2 separate regions of the Rattus norvegicus genome follow, and region 2 is linked to region 1. Evidence: chromatin contacts called from public Hi-C data. All regions are on one chromosome and are shown on one strand. The core of a region is the stretch at or near the end of the contact, and the rest is flanking DNA. Distances in the headings are between cores, read along the strand shown. Region 1 overlaps Epc1 (enhancer of polycomb homolog 1). Region 2 holds the start of Epc1 (enhancer of polycomb homolog 1).

Region 1 (4,087 bases), core at 690-3,189:
AGTTAAACATTAAATATATAGTGACAAACATACCACCTCTCTTTGGCTGTGGTTAAGGAAAGATGCACGTACACACAAACCCACACAGCAACAGCACTACTGAGCAGAACTCAAAGAAGTACGTGAGGACCTCACTACGGGAATAATATACCACATCCTCAACAAGATGGGAGACCCCACCCTTATAGCAATGGGTACCACAAAAGGACATACCACAGTGTGTCGAGCCACTGCTACTTCTGCTCTGTGTGGAGGCGCTGCACGTGTGGGCCCCAGGCTGCGCTGGTCCTGCTCGACTTATACTTCTGTGTAACTTTCTACTGGAGAGCTCACCACTGTCACTGTCAGGAAGGGATGGTGTCCGGGGCCTAAAGTGCCGCCATCTACATGATTTGATATCGACTAGTATCTGACTGAGGTCTTTAGAGGAAGGTCTGTCCGAGGTATTGGTTTCTGAGGTATTGGCAAACTGATTGACTGGAGAAGGTTGTGGTGAGGAAAGCATGTCCAGATCCAGGTGGTGAAACATACTGTCATAGTCTGAATGCGCTCTGTCCAGCAAGACCCTGCACAAGGAGCAGACACCAGAGATTACATCACAGACTTTCCTTTCTCTCCCGAACGCTTTCCCCCAAGCTGAGCAACAGTACACTGGACATTTAAAGTGAGCAAGTTCATCACTGCAGCGTTTGACTCTCACACTGTATGCGCACAGCACACGGAGCAGAGCACGGCGTGCACGCAGCAGCCACAGGACAATTCCCAAGAGTTGCTTTTCTCCTTCCACCAGGTGAGTCCTGGGGACAGAACTCAGGCTGTCACCTTGGTGGCAACCGCTTCTTCCCACTGAGTCATCTTGTTGGCTCTGGTTCTTTTAGCCTCAAAGCTCAATGTTGGACAAAGTTCTTTTTTTCAAATTGTCTTTCAACCAAAACTTTTCTGTGCTTTGCAGTTCCTTCTCTCCTCCACTCCATGTATGAAATATTCTATTTCAGACCCCAGAACCACATCCTGACAAACTGAGGCCATGAGCAGCAAAGTTAAGTGGTCACTGCAGTAGTTAACGTAAGGTTTTCCCCAGAACTCAGCGACTTTGGTTGTAGTCTCCTGAACCAATCCTGAGTGTGTACACACAAGTATACTTGTCCTTTCTTGGGATTCTACTCTGTGATAACTCAGGTGCTAAGAAGCTTGGGGAGATAAGAACCCACACGGGCCTGTAGGGACTACGCAGTGTAGTGTGTGAGGACGTTGGGAGTGCAAAGGGAACATGTAGACAGCTCTGCTAAGCATAGCAAGCTGGAGCTTCTAGACTCTGTTCACAAGAAGGGCCTCAGTTTAAACTCTGACTCCAATGTCTAAAAAGCATGCTGGTGCAAGGAAAGCAGAAGCGCGTTACCTTCCACCGCGCCCGACCCGTCTTCGTGCAAATCCAAGACACCTCTGGGGTACGGTGAGAGTAGTTAAGCAATATCTATATCGCACATCCCCCAGGCCTCCATCTTTAGGGCTAGTCCAGGGCCAGTTGCCAGTTTGGTCTAAATGAGGCTAAAAAAAAAATCCAAATTATTGTATTTTGTCAGTCTGTCTGCTGTTTGTTGTTTACAGAAAGTCTGACACTTACAGCATAGTACTGACAGCCTGCTTTCCTACGGAAAGCGAAAGGGCCATCAGGGTCATTCTCTTCCTCAGCTTCTGAAGAGCCAGACAAAACCTTGAAATAAAGCAACGAGAGGTCAAACATGCGGGTTCTATGTTCCTCTTCTGTGTGCAGAGAGCTGGTCTTCTGTTTACCTGTGACAGAGGCTCTTCATCTGAGCTGGGGAAGTCGTACTGGTTTAAGTCTTTAGCACTGAAGCCTGGCAGTGCAGCAGGACTTGGCTGCTGGGGTGCGGCAGCAGACGACGGTAAGACTTTGGGCTTCTTTTCATATTTGCGCTTCGGCCGAATAAGATCAGCCTTATCTTGCTGCAACACAGACACGAGTCGGTCACACAGCGAAAGCACACCCCACAACTGCAACCTCTTAACAGCTTGAGTTAATTATTACTTGGGGAGCCAAGTGCTTGAACTATTAAAAGAGGCTCAGGCAACCCTCTGGTGGCCCCCCTACCCTCAGAGGGTCAGTCTCAGTTTCCCCTAATAATCTACATTTGCTCTGTTCAAAACAAACATTTGCTTAAAAGACTTAAAAGTGTATGTGTATGTGCAGGTGTCTTCAAAAGCCAGAGACTGTCAGACCCCCTGGAACTGGAATTACAGAACTGTATGCCATCTCACGTAGGTGCTGGCAACTCAACTGCACCCAGGTCCTCTGCAGGAACAATGGGCACTCCTAACTGCTCACCCAGCTCTCCAGCCAGACAACAAAACAGTTTGAATGAAAATTTAAATAAGAAAATGTTCAAAACAGCAGGCCTATTCCACTAATGACTCTGTCTTGACTTAGAAGGATTTAAGGTAAACCAGAACCACATGCATGGCTCATGTCTCTGGAACATACAGACGAACAATGAATGTTGTACAATTAGAATCCGAGTTAAATCCCAAAATATAAAAATCAAAGTAACACCTTTGAAGTGATTTGTAAGGCCATATATTTCAGACAGGTGGACAATAGACTTCAATATAAAAACAAGGAAAACTGTACTATGCAGGACTGGAAATTATGAGCACACAAGTATTTGGAACATGGCCTTTAGCATTTTTTTTTTTTTTTTTTTTTTTTTTGGCAGAGGTAATTGGATAGAGGTGTTTCACTGAGTAGCCTTGGCTAGCCTGAAACTCACTATGTAGACCAGGCTGTGTCTCAACCTCAAGAGATCTGCCAGGCACAGCTTCTGCTGGGATTAATAGCCACCATTTGTGATTACCAAAGAGAATACTTCTATTTATCTGTTCAACAGTTCAATACTTCAAAACCAACATGTTTGAAATAGTCTTGGTCAGTGCTCTGATAGGGAAAAAGTCTATGCTGCAGAAACCACCATTCCAAATGGTACGGTAAATTATACACCAAATTATAAAAAAAAAAAAAAATCACAGACACAAAATATTAAACAGAACAGGTTAGATAATAAATGATTAGCAGATCACATTATTTCCTCAATTGAAATGGAATGCTAAGTCTGAGTTAAATGATACATGTTAGGTCACAAGTATATGAAAACCTTCCCTGCTAAGGTGCATTTATCAGAAAGGCACACTGCCGGCTCTCTCTTATTCCCCTGGTTTTCTCCTTACTAATTTTATTTCCCCCTCACCAATTTTACTCTTCACAAATTAGGACATATCAACTTGTCAAAGTATTTCCACTTCTGCCCACGTTACCAGCCGTTGACAAGACCCGCCTGACACTGACACACAGATGTGGCCCAGAACGTTACACTGGGTGGAAGGCTTCATGCTCTCTCCAGGCCTCCATACCACTAACCACACCAACATTTCATACCCCCTCTCAGCAAACCCCTCTTTTTATCAGACAGAGAGCAAAGCCTTCCCTTGTAAGGAAGCAAGGGAAATTAAATTGTCGTGAAAAGCTCCCCATTTTTAGTGTCCCTTATTTTCAGTGTTCAGAAATCCCTTGCGGTAGGAATTCATGGTTTTCCCTGTTTACTGGATCTACTGTTACAAAGCTCTAATAACCTTGTTAACTTTGAACTCCTTCGCATCCGTGACGTCCTGGTGTTTGAACTGGCTGCTGTTAGTAATCGGGATGATGGGGATGGCATAGGTAGGCTTCACTGGCTGTCTCTGTGCCATGACCTCAGACATGATCTCTCCACTGTAGTCACCTAAATTATACCTGAAATTACAAAGGGAACTTTAAGCTATACACAGAGTACAATGAGATGCTTCCATACACACTGTGAAATGATCTACAGTCCAACTAACTAACTCACTCACTCACTCAACAGCCACCTCCTCGGGTACCGTGTGTGCCTGCTGTAGGTGGGGTAACATACGACTTTCAACGCACGTGCTACTCAACAGTGGCCCTAAATGCATATGGGTACGTTGCCGACTTGTATGTCTGTGCACCATGTGTGTGCCATGCCCATGTGGCCAGAGAGGATACTGGACCCCT
Region 2 (3,797 bases), core at 314-2,813, 77 kb after region 1:
TTAAGTAAAAAAATATGTGTGCAATATTCTTAAAAAATTATCTTGTTCCAACAACAAAAAACATTTGCTCATTTTAAAACAAGGCTGTCTATAAATTCAATCCAAGGGGGGCAGCTCAAAATAAAACAGACATGACACCCTACCAGATCACTCTCAAGACAGATTCAGAATACATATTTGAGAAATCCCTTGATTCAAAAATGAAATTCAACTTTTACAATGTCCAAAGAACTAATACACAAACGTTTTGTTATACTGAAACGGCGCTAATGGGCATGGTTTTGTAAGACAAGAAAAGCATCCATGGAGGAGAGGGCAAAGGACAGCTTATTATTAAAGAATCCGATAGAGATAATAAATGAGATGAGATGGAACATAACTGCCAACTGAATGCTTGTCCATAATGTCCCCTGGATTGGCTGTGACGACATTGTCTGTTCTCACCATGGTGCACAGTCCACAGCAAACACTTAAATAACACTGCTGACCAAATTGAACTTTCTCTACGAAAATTAAAGGATAATAGATAAAATCTTGCCCCACCTTTTTTCTTCCTTTTTTCTTTTAGTAAAACTGACAAATTGTTGAGGAGCACTACAGCGCCACCAACACAGATCAGTGCAGAACAAAAAAAAAAAAAAAAAAAAAAAAAAATCTCCCACCGTGTGCAAAAAGAAGAAAACTAGAAAAATGCCAAAAATTACAAAATGTCTCCCAAATGTAGCTTTCCGGAGAAAAAATAAGATAGATCTGCAGAGACGAATCGACAAAGAGCTTTAAGGAAATCACATCCTAGACCACAAGTTAGGTCTGCTCAGCAATAAAAGAGCCACTATTTAGCAACAGCCATAACTTAAACCCGGTTAGTCAATCTCCGCCTTCATTATACCAGAGCTCCTTTCTGAAGTATTCCATCAAGGGAATCACAATAGATCTATTTTAAAAAACCAAAACAAAACTACAACGGTAGTTTGCTTGTTGGTAATTTACTCTGGACAAATTAGGCAATAGATAATTTTTATAAAGAGGATACGTACATATTTGGCACTACCAACATTCCTGGCACACAAAAAAAAGTCCATCTTGAAACATCTGAGTTCCCCTTTAGTTCACAGCAATTAAAGTATAATTTTCATTATACATGTTTATCTTTAACAATGGAGAGGAAAACTATTTTTTCCCCTTTTGGGAAAAAAAAAATTATCCAGACAAAATTAGGTGGAACGTGCAGAGATCGAAGCTAAAGAAAAATACAAAGATTGGTTTTGTGAGAAGAAACACAATGAAAACCTCTCTTATCTGGTGCTCCTTTCGAGGATGTAATGCCAAGAATGTTTAAAATTATAAACTTACCATCGGTGTAGGCAAAGCAGCAGCTAGCTCTCAAAAAAAAATTGTAACAATATAGGCTGAGGTCTGGGCTGTCCAGAAAAAACAGCCTCCGGGCAGCGTACGGGTCTTCAAACATCCTGAAAATATTTGGTAAATCAAAAGTGAGACTTTCGTCCATGGAGGGCGCGGAGCGGGGCGGGCAGCCGCAGGATCCGAGGGCGTCGGGGGGAATGGAGCAAGCTGGAGGCTGCGGAGCGGGCGGCGGCGGCAGGCGCGGGGTTAACAACTCTGCGCTGGCGGGCGAGAGGGCGGGCGCGCGCGCCCATTGGCTGGCGGCTTCCGGGCTCCGCCCTCGCTCCCGCCTCCCGCTGCTCGGAAAGAATGCGCGACTGTGCCATTTTAAACCGGCTCGGGAGAGCGCTGCTCCCCAGACTTTGCTCGGGGATCGGGAGTAAGTGACTAGCACAACAATGGCAGCAGCCGTGTCCTCCGAGCATCTGGGCACGCCCTTGCGCGCGGCTCGTTGGGGCTCCACTCGAGACGTCCGTGTGGGACGTGGATGCGGCCGCGGCCGCTGGGAAAGATGCCTATCCGTGGGTTCTCGGTGTGACGTTCCCGAGGGCCTCCTGAGGCCGCGAGCACCACGCGGCTCGAGTGTCCCTGCATTAGCCTCGAGTGAATCCTGACATAAGTTGAAACCATATTCAGCTCCCCCACCCCCTCCCATTTCAACGCTGCTCTCAAACCCCTTCCTGGCCGGCCCAGTTCTACCGCTCCGCCCTACAAACAAAATGGCTGAGGTGCCCAGTATTTTGGATCCTTCCACCCGGCCTCCAGGAAGTGGTAGAAATTCAAAATAAATTAAGCCCTAAAGTACACCCTTGAGTGTGAACTCCTTACCAACCTTTGCTGCTGGTGCTAGCGGGAATGCCCTCTTTTTTGTTCTTTTTCTTCTTCTTCTTCTTCTTTTGTTTTGAAAAGAACATCAATCATTAGGGATTTACTTGATTGTAATTTGAACCTCCTGTTTTACATATTTATAAGGTCTTTCACCTAACTTGGCAGGCTTTCAGATTAAGTGGGCTGGGAAACACGATTCTTTCTAGTTGGGCGCTGAGTAGGGCTGTTTCAAACAGGCTTTTCTAATACAGTCTGAAAATTAAACGTAAAAATGTTAAAGGAATCCAACACTTGTAATTGCAAATGTAAAGTCCCCAAAGTCGGCTAATATCAAAGTGTTTCCATAACTTAAATGTGTGAACTAAATGTATCCACTGTGCAATTAATTCCTTGCCAGAAAATTTCTAATGGGCCAACGATGAAAGAAAATACCAAAGGATGAAAAAAAAAAAAAAGATAGAGAATAGTCCACATTCTTCAAGACACTTCCCTCCCACACCCACTCAACTCACCCCACACGGAGGTCTGATATACTGAATATTTAATAGGCACCTTTAAAACTATACCTAGGGTTATTATCATACTCACTGTCTACAACAAGACGCGGGGGGGTGGGGTGTGCTGTTAATTACAGGACGATTAAAATAAACAGGGCTTGCCTCCAGTAAACCAGAGGGCTGACAAAACCAGAATTCTATGAGACAGGTAGTGACCCACAGGCTTGGGGTTAACTTCAGTAGACTGAGCCAGAGTCTCCATCCAGCATCTATATTTTGCACCTGATCTGAAGTAGATAACTGGGGTAGACCTGGATTCACAAATATTTACCGAGTAGCTATGATTAAAAACAAAAATCTGGACAGGAATAGACTCTCATGTAAGTGTACAGATAGGTCCTTTTTTATTACCTATAGGCTAGACTGTTCTGAGCAGTTTGTAAGTTATTCATATTCTTAACCATATACTTTCTGATGAAATAGTTGGTTTTCCAGCTCTTGAAGTCATATTCATGGTATACATGAACAGGTTTTTGTTTTTTTCTCTGTGTTTGAAGGCAAAATGGAGGTACGGTGTAGAAAAGTTCTCCAGTAAGTTGGGGGTTGTTTAGCACAGTTCTTGAGAACTTAGCATTGCTATGCCCAGCAGTTGCTGCTCATAGGTAATAATAAGCAGTGGTTTATCTCCTACCTCACGGACACAGACAAGTAGCAAGTCAACAAGTCAACAAGCACGTGATTGAAAGTGTCGGAGAGTGCTCTCTCTGAAGTAGTGCACAGGACAGAGAGTACCAGAAGCTGCCCCTTAGCAGATGACATCATTGACACTAGACCTGGGAACCAGCAACGACGTACACTAAGGCACTCCGGTGGATTCCAGAGGCACATTCTAGAAGTGCCATGGAGGCCAGGATGCCCACAACACACCCAGAGGAAAGGAAATGGCAACAGTTGTTCAGAGGTGCAGGTAGGAGTGACGAGGTATGTAAGCAGGATTGAAGCCGAGAGACCCCGGATCCACCATGGCACTCCATAGGTAAGCTGTGAGTTACACAGTGACTCAGACGA

Evidence for each region. A called contact is a pair of places that touch in the nucleus more often than the background predicts.
Region 2: a contact with region 1 is called in a Hi-C map of liver, with 2.3 times the contacts expected there. The contact joins the promoter of Epc1 here to the enhancer-like site in region 1. A contact is called at or near these places in 2 of 12 Hi-C or Micro-C datasets (frontal cortex and liver).

Annotation. Positions count from the first base shown.
Region 1 is chr17:59,210,897-59,214,983 of GRCr8, forward strand. It overlaps Epc1 (enhancer of polycomb homolog 1), which reads right to left. Exons shown (of 14, transcript NM_001309462.1): 6 at 3,646-3,805; 7 at 1,795-1,968; 8 at 1,625-1,714; 9 at 1,400-1,548; 10 at 214-566. Among named protein-coding and RNA genes, the nearest start is that of Epc1, 77 kb to the right of the region's middle. Within about 2 kb of position 1,940, at least 1 of the 93 cell types and tissues checked has an H3K27ac peak or open chromatin away from gene starts, as enhancers often do. A contact at or near this core is called in liver, where this site is marked.
Region 2 is chr17:59,287,956-59,291,752 of GRCr8, forward strand. Epc1 (enhancer of polycomb homolog 1) reads right to left here and starts at 1,564. Exons shown (of 14, transcript NM_001309462.1): 1 at 1,354-1,564. The coding sequence starts at 1,356.